2 separate regions of the Macaca mulatta genome follow, and region 2 is linked to region 1. A link is a contact called in public Hi-C data. All regions are on one chromosome and are shown on one strand. The core of a region is the stretch at or near the end of the contact, and the rest is flanking DNA. Distances in the headings are between cores, read along the strand shown. Region 1 holds the start of SDK2 (sidekick cell adhesion molecule 2). Region 2 holds the start of LOC144335915.

The links. A called contact is a pair of places that touch in the nucleus more often than the background predicts.
Region 2: a contact with region 1 is called in a Hi-C map of fetal cortex germinal zone, with 4 times the contacts expected there. The contact joins the promoter of LOC144335915 here to the promoter of SDK2 in region 1. A contact is called at or near these places in 4 of 14 Hi-C or Micro-C datasets (cortical neurons, fetal cortex germinal zone, fetal cortical plate and 1 more).

What each region holds. Positions count from the first base shown.
Region 1 is chr16:83,304,316-83,308,021 of T2T-MMU8v2.0, reverse strand. SDK2 (sidekick cell adhesion molecule 2) reads left to right here and starts at 1,715. Exons shown (of 44, transcript XM_015120233.3): 1 at 1,715-2,933. The coding sequence starts at 2,870.
Region 2 is chr16:83,606,282-83,610,004 of T2T-MMU8v2.0, reverse strand. It overlaps LOC144335915, which reads left to right and starts at 1,770. Exons shown (of 4, transcript XR_013407179.1): 1 at 1,770-2,360.

The sequences.
Region 1 (3,706 bases), core at 466-2,965:
TCAGGGTGGAATCCACCCAGGTTTCAGACTTTTGTGTCCACACAAACTCCTACCCTCTGTGATGTAAACAGAGATGCGGCCCTTTCTGCTATCTGGCCTAAGAGAGAGAAGGAGAGGTTCCCCGCAAATACGGCTCTCAGGCCCCCTCTGTGAGCGAACGGTGTAACAGCACCCTAAAGACCAGAGCTCTTCCTGACAGACTGGGAAGAGCCTGAGCTCGCAGCTGGGGACATTCAGAGCATGTAGGGGCTGTGTACTGTCACATCTGGGCATCATTAAGCAGGTGGGAGTGGCATGGCCACCAAGGGGAAGGAGAGCTGGTCACATCTAGGCTGCCTGCCCCCGAAGCCCTCCCATTTACAAATCAGTCAGCCAGAGGGGCTTCAGCTGGGGATGGAGCAGGTTGCCAGGGGGAAATGTTGTTTGAATTAGGTGATTGAAAGGCTGTAGGGAAGGCAAGCTAGTTTCTCAGACATTTTTAATAAATGCTCATGGTTCTTCTTCCAAAGCAGGTGAAAGGAGTATAAGTAACAGTGTATTTGCGGTGGCTATGCCTATTCCACAGCAATCAGAAGAGGTGTCCTTGGGGTGGGAGTGAGCCCGGGAAAGAGTTGGCAATCAGTGAGTGACAGTCCTAGACGTCAATGAGCAGAAAGGCTAGGCAGCGGTGGAGGGCCAGACTAAGCAGGACCACAGAGAGAGAGTACAGAGAAGCACCGTGGCAAAAGGTGGAGTGTCTCACTAGCTATTTCCTGTAAGATCAGACACGCAGGGTCGACCTCTCCGTTAAGCACCGCAGGCCCAGTGCCAGGGACCATAGCCTTTTGGGGGCCCATGAAAATGTTTTCATTTCTTTTAAAATCAGAAAAAATAAGTAAAGCTTTAGGTTGAAGAACATGTTTTAATATACAATATTAATATACTTTTCTTTATGCCAACGCAGTTGCAAAATATTATTTTTAATAATTTTGTTAGCAGGGAAAGGACTCCACCAAGGCGAAGGCACCTTAAATTTTCCTAGCGCCCAGGAAATTTTAACGGAAGCCGGTGAGCCCCAACTGAGCTTCTTGGAGTACGCGCTAGCTCTGGGCCACAGCAGAGGACGCCTCCGGGCTCTCTTGTTTGAATTCCTCCACCAATGTCCCGTTCTTCTACTCTTTACAAGCCGGGCTCCGAAGGGAAAAAGAAGAAACAACGCTCCTTGGCACCAACTTCACTTTCTCAGGCTTCTGCAGGTCCCAGGCCTCCCGACGTCTCCCTCTCCGCCCTGAGCATTTCCAGACCTTGGAGAGCCTGACTTGGGAAGGAGAAACTGGAATCAACCGCCGCCCCCCAACCAATCACTCCATGTCCGGAAGCGGGCTGGGGGCTCCTGGCTATAGGAGACTCTGGGAGTCCTGTGAGGCCTTTGAGAGAGGGGTGCGAGCGAGGCCGGAAGGAAAGGCTGGGCAGAGAGCGGAGGGGCTCGCGCGCATCTCTCCCGGCAAGGCAGGAGGTTGGCACTGCTGCCCCCCGGCGGGTCCCAGAGCCGCTGGGCGCCCGCGGCCGCGCAGTTGGATTATATTTCTGCGGGGCTCGCTCCCGGGCCTGGCTCGGGGCCGCCGCCGCCGCCGCCGCCCCTCCCGGCGCGCAGGCTGCTCTCCAGTCGCGGCCACGGGGTAGCGCTCGGCCCCCCTCTCCGCGTCTCCGCCTCCGCCGCGCTCGTCCCCGGCTCACGCTGCCCCCGCAGCTCCCGCTCGGCGCAGGCAGGAGCGGCTCTCTGGACGCCGAGCCCGGGAAGCGGAGGGCGGCGGGCTCGGCGAGCGGCAGCGGCGGCCGAGGCGCTGGCGCGGCCGCTGCTCCTCCGGCCCGGGAGGTCGGCTATCGCCGGGCGTCCGAGGGGGCGCCGCGTCCCCGGAGCCGGGGCTGCCCGCCGGGCTCTCGGTGCGTCTCCCCGAGAGCTCCGGCCGGGGCGCGGCGGAGGGCAGAGCCGCCGGTCTCCATCCTGGGGCCAGCAGGAGGCTCCGCGCCCGGGAGCCGGCGACAGCCCGCGTCGCGGAGCCCAGCACCCGCCCCCGGCGCCCCGCGGCTGGCGCGGACATGAGCGCTCAGGGCTGCGCGCCCGGCTCCGGGACCCGCAAAGTTTGCTAGCCGGCTGGGCGCTGAGCCGAGGGCGCGCCCGGCCCCGACGCCCCCGGAGGAGACCCGGAGTCTCCGGATTCGGCGCGAGGGCGGTGGAGCCCAGAGGGGGGTGGCTCGGCCCCGCCAGATGCTGCCTGCAAAGTTAGAGAGAAGAAAACTTCAGCTCCAGGGAGATTCGGACCGCTATGCTCACCGCGCCCCCCGAAACCGGCGCCCCTAAAAGAACCCCCGCACCCGCGTCTGCCGCTGCGCTGGGCTCTGGCCGGGTCCTGGGGGCCAGGCGCCTGGAACGGCGGTGACTGTGTCGGCCGGGAGAACCCAACCAGGGGGCGGGGAGGGGGCGGGGGGCGGGCAACGTGGCCACCGGAGGAAGTTTCCTGAAGTTGTCCATTTATTCCTGAGCTCAGCCGGCGATCCGGCCGGATCGCAGAGGCCGCCCTGCTTGGGAGAAGTCGGAGTTGAGGTGCTAAGGCAGAGAGGCGCCCTAGTCCGAGAGGGCGGCTTGGCCTCTTTCTCCCTGCTCGCCCCTCGCCTTCCGGGCGCGCTGCCGGACTCGGACTAGTACAGAAGAGGAGGAAGGGTTGGGGTGGCCAGCGCTGCCCCTCTCGGGCATATTACGCCGGGGGCACAGAGCCGCGTAGACTGACTGTCTCCCGGGACGAAGTCACGGGGTACCGGACCCCACCAGGATTATAAAACAGGGCGGAGGGAAGGGAGACCCCGAGGACCCCCCTCCAGGCTGGTCACCATGTGGGGGTTTTTGATCTGGACGCTGCTGACTCTGCATCAGATCCGCGCGGCCAGAGCCCAAGGTAAGGAGGGACCCCCACGTGGGGACGGGGAGGGGGCTGGGAGAGTGGGCGGGGGAGGGGCGGCGGGAGCTCGCCGGCCTCACGGTGGCCTCCAGGACACCCGGCTTAGCCGTGGTAGCGCCTCTCCAGGGAGTTTCAAGACACCCCATCTCCCGAGTTTTGGGGGCTCTTTTGGGGGTGGGGCAGTCTCTCCGAGACTTGTGGCTTCCGAGTGGGGGAAGGTGGGGAAGACCTGGGGAAGCAGAGAAGAGCCCAAGGTGAGGTGGGAGGGGCGCTCCCCTCCCCCCGTCTGCTGTGGCTGCCCTGCGCCAGCTTGGGAGGGGAGCGACATTCCGTGCCGGGCTCCAGGCTCGGCTACACTGAGCTTCCCAGACCGAGCTCCTGGTGGCCTGCTCGGTGTCTGCGGGGAAGGGCAGGGCCCCTGCCGGGCAGGCGATGGCCTCCCCGGGGCGAGGGAGTGGCGTGGGCGGGCGCTGGGAAGGAGTGCGATCGGGCGCTGGGTGCCGGATTGCTCGCCCCGAAAGAGCAATTGCCCAGCTTGGCCACGTACGGGAGCCCGCCCCGGCTGCCCGGCCGGCCGCTGGGGCTGGGAGTGCTTCGCTGCGCCAGCCTGGAGCCGAGGTCGCGGGTGCAGCCGCGGACTCACCGTGGGGTGGTGCACAGGGAGGGTCTGAGGCCTCCCCTCCCACCCGTCCACCCGCACCCCGCATCCCCGCCCCTGCCTTCAGCCTCCGCTGTTCGCTCGATCGTCTGTGCAGCCACTCGCTGCTGTG
Region 2 (3,723 bases), core at 521-3,020, 300 kb before region 1:
TATGTGATTGTCTCTGTGTGTGTATATATGTGATTGTGTGTGTGTCTGTGTGTGTATATGTGATTCTGTGTATGTGTGATTCTGTGTGTCTCTGTGTGTGTATATGTGATTCTGTGTGTGTCTCTGTGTGTGTATATGTGATTGTGTGTGTCTGTGTGTGTATATGTGATTCTGTGTATGTGTGATTCTGTGTGTCTCTGTGTGTGTATGTGTATGTGTCTCTGTGTGTGTATGTGTATGTGTCTCTGTGTGTGTATATGTGATTCTGTGTGTCTCTGTGTATATGTGATTCTGTTTGTGTGTCTCTGTGTGTATATGTGATTCTGTGTGTGTGTCTCTGTTTGTATACGTGATTGTGTGTATATGTGATTCTGTGTGTTTGTGTGTCTCTGTGTGTGTGTATATGTGATTCTGTGTGTCTCTGTATACGTGATTGTGTGTATATGTGATTCTGTGTGTCTGTGTGTGTTTATGTGATTGTGTGTGCCTCTGTGTGTGTATATGTGATTCTGTGTCTCTGTGTGTGTATATGTGATTGTGTGTGTGTATATGTGATTGTGTGTGTGTATATGTGATTGTGTGTGTCTGTGTGTATATGTGATTCTGTGTGTGTGTGTCTGTGTGAATGTCTGTGTGAATGAGTGCGTGTGCCTGTGTGAGTTTGTCTTTGTGTCATGTAAATGTGAGTGTGTATATGTGATTGTCTCTGTGTGTGTATATATGTGATTGTGTGTGTGTCTGTGTGTGTATATGTGATTCTGTGTATGTGTGATTCTGTGTGTCTCTGTGTGTGTATATGTGATTCTGTGTGTGTCTCTGTGTGTGTATATGTGATTGTGTGTGTCTGTGTGTGTATATGTGATTCTGTGTATGTGTGATTCTGTGTGTCTCTGTGTGTGTATGTGTATGTGTCTCTGTGTGTGTATGTGTATGTGTCTCTGTGTGTGTATATGTGATTCTGTGTGTCTCTGTGTGTGTATGTGTATGTGTCTCTGTGTGTGTATATGTGATTCTGTGTGTCTCTGTGTATATGTGATTCTGTTTGTGTGTCTCTGTGTGTATATGTGATTCTGTGTGTGTGTCTCTGTTTGTATACGTGATTGTGTGTATATGTGATTCTGTGTGTTTGTGTGTGTGTCTGTGTGGGTATGTTTATGTGATTCTGTGTGTGTGTCTCTGTGTTTGTGACTGTGTGTGTTAGGGTGTGTGAATGTGAGTGTGTAGGCATGGGCGTGTGGGAATATGTGGGAATGTGTGTGTGAGGCTGTAAATGTGTGAGAATGTGTGAGGGGTGTGTGTGTGAATGTGTGTAATAGAGTGTATATGAATGTGTCTTCGTGTGACTGTGTATAAATGTGTGAGCGCGTGAGGGTGTGTGTGTGAGTACGTGTGAGTGTGGGGGTGTCTGTATTTGTGCGTGTGTGAGGGCGTGTGTGTGTAAATGTGTGCGTGAGTGTAGGGTGTGTGCATGGAGGGGGACTTCCTTGGGGAAATGCAGGCTGAGATTTGCCTGAGCCAGGACCGTCGGGCCGGGGGAGGCCGATGGACGGGAGGGTGTGAACGCCCGTGGTGGGTGACAGGAGCCTGGGTGGAGAGGGCAGCGGCAGCAGGAACCGGAATGGTGGGGAGTTGTGGAGGTCGCGGGGCGGGGAAGCGCTGACCGCGCTGCTGCTGCGGGAGAGGAGCCCCAGCGGGACGCGGGAGCCTGCCGGAGGGAGCCAGCAGGGGGCGCGGCAGCGGCGTCCGGCGTCCGGGGGCTTTGGGGGACTAGAGGGGAGGGAGGGCCGTGTCCCCGCTGCCCGCCCTGGGCGGTCCCGCGCACCCGCTAGTGTCTGAACCGGGGGCTGCATCCACGCGGGCAGAGCAAGGAGGCTGGAGGCTGGAGGCTGGAGGTCAGAGGGCGAGGAGCGCCCCGTCAGGCACATCCCCGAGGGGACGTCCTCAGGGGCCAGGGCGAGTGGGACCCTCCCAAGCGGCGGAGGGAGCGGCCTCCTGATGTAGGTGTCTTTGGGAACACGCGAGGGCGATGGCCTCGTCTTTGTCCCCGCGCAAGGGCCATAGAGCGGGCCGGACGCAGGAGCCTCCCGGCCTGGCCACGTCTTGCGGCGGTTTTGCGTTGGCGCTTGCAGATGATTCCCCCCTCCACCCCGCCCGATTCGTCCAGCGCTGTCTCCTGAAGAGCCGCTCCCGTAAGCCGCGGGGGATTTCCCGCTCGCTGCCGCCCCTCTGCCCGGCGTTTTCGCAGCAGCCCCTTCTGGGCCCCTCCAGCGCGTCTCTGGCTGATCCGGTGTCGTAATCCTGGGTTCTGGCATCGGAGCCGTTGCTATGGGGATCTCACCCACCGATTCAGCATTTTGTCGGTGGGTTCGGTGGGGGATGAATGTGAGGAACGGGGAGATGAATGGAGTGGGGGAGCAGCTCACTGCTGGAGGGCTGGGCGTAATTCTCTGATCCTCTCCTGGGGGAGAGGTTTGGAAGCTGGCGCGGAGGAAGTAGGAAAGGGGATGTGTGAGTTTCCTGGGACTGCTTTTAAAAACTACCACAAACTGGTGGCTTAAAACAACAGAAATGTATTTCTCCACAATTCGGGAGGCCAGAGTCGAAATTCAAGTTGTCAGCAGAGTTGCGTTCTAAGGATCCCTTCCAAGGCTCTCTCCCAGCTTGGAGGCTGCACAGTCCTTGGGGCTCCCAGACTCGCATCCCTCCAGTCCCTGCCTCTGTCCTTTTGTGGCTTTCTCCTCCATGTCTCTGTGTCTGTTCCTTTTCTGTCTGGTATAAGAACACCCTTCTGTGGATTTAGGGGCTACCCTGAGTTAATGATGATCTTGTCTCAAGATTTCTTTTTTTTTTTTTTTCCCTGGAGACAGGGTCTGGCTCTGTTGCCCAGGCTGGAGTGCAGTGGTGTGATCTCAGCTCACTGCAGCCTCTGCCTCCCTGGTTCAAGTGATCCTCCCACTTCAGCCTCCCAAGTAGCTGGGAGCACAGGCACACACCATCACAGCTTGTTGTTGTATTCTTTGTCGAGATGGGGTTTCACCATGTTTCCCAGGCTGGTCTTGGACTTGTAGACTCAAGTAATCCACCCGCCTTGGCCTCCCAACGTGTTGGGATTACACGCCTGAGCCATTGCACCCATCCTTCATCTCAAGATCTTTAATTACCTGTGCAAAAGCCCTTTCCCCAAATAAGGTCAATAAAGCCCCCTTTACAGATTCCAGGGATTTGGGACTTGGACACACCTTTATGGAGGTCATTGTTCAACCCTTTACAGTGGGAAACTCATACAGAAAAGTAGCTTTGCTGCCTTGGACCCAACATGCCAGCCTGTGAGCATCAGGATCAGGCTGATTCTGCTAGAAATCTGCCTCTTTGCATCAGCAGAGCAGCCCATTCCTGGCTCTGGAGGTCATGCTTTGGAGTGAGTGGTTAAACACACTTTCTCTGCAACCAGGCTGGCTGAATGAGGGCCCCAGCTCTGTTACTGACTAACTGTGAGATTTGGGGAAGCAACGGAAACCTCTGTGTGTCTCAGTTTCCCAAGCTGCAAAACGAATAATAGTTCCTTCCTATAACTTTCAAGAAGCCTTTCGCACAGTGCTCAGTGCTCAGGATTGACCGCACGGACGTTGTGTTCCTGCTAACCAGGTCCTGACTCCCAGTTCACTCCTCCTGTGAAGAGAAGCTCTTTACTCTGTCCTCCACAGAGAACCCTACAGAAAGCTT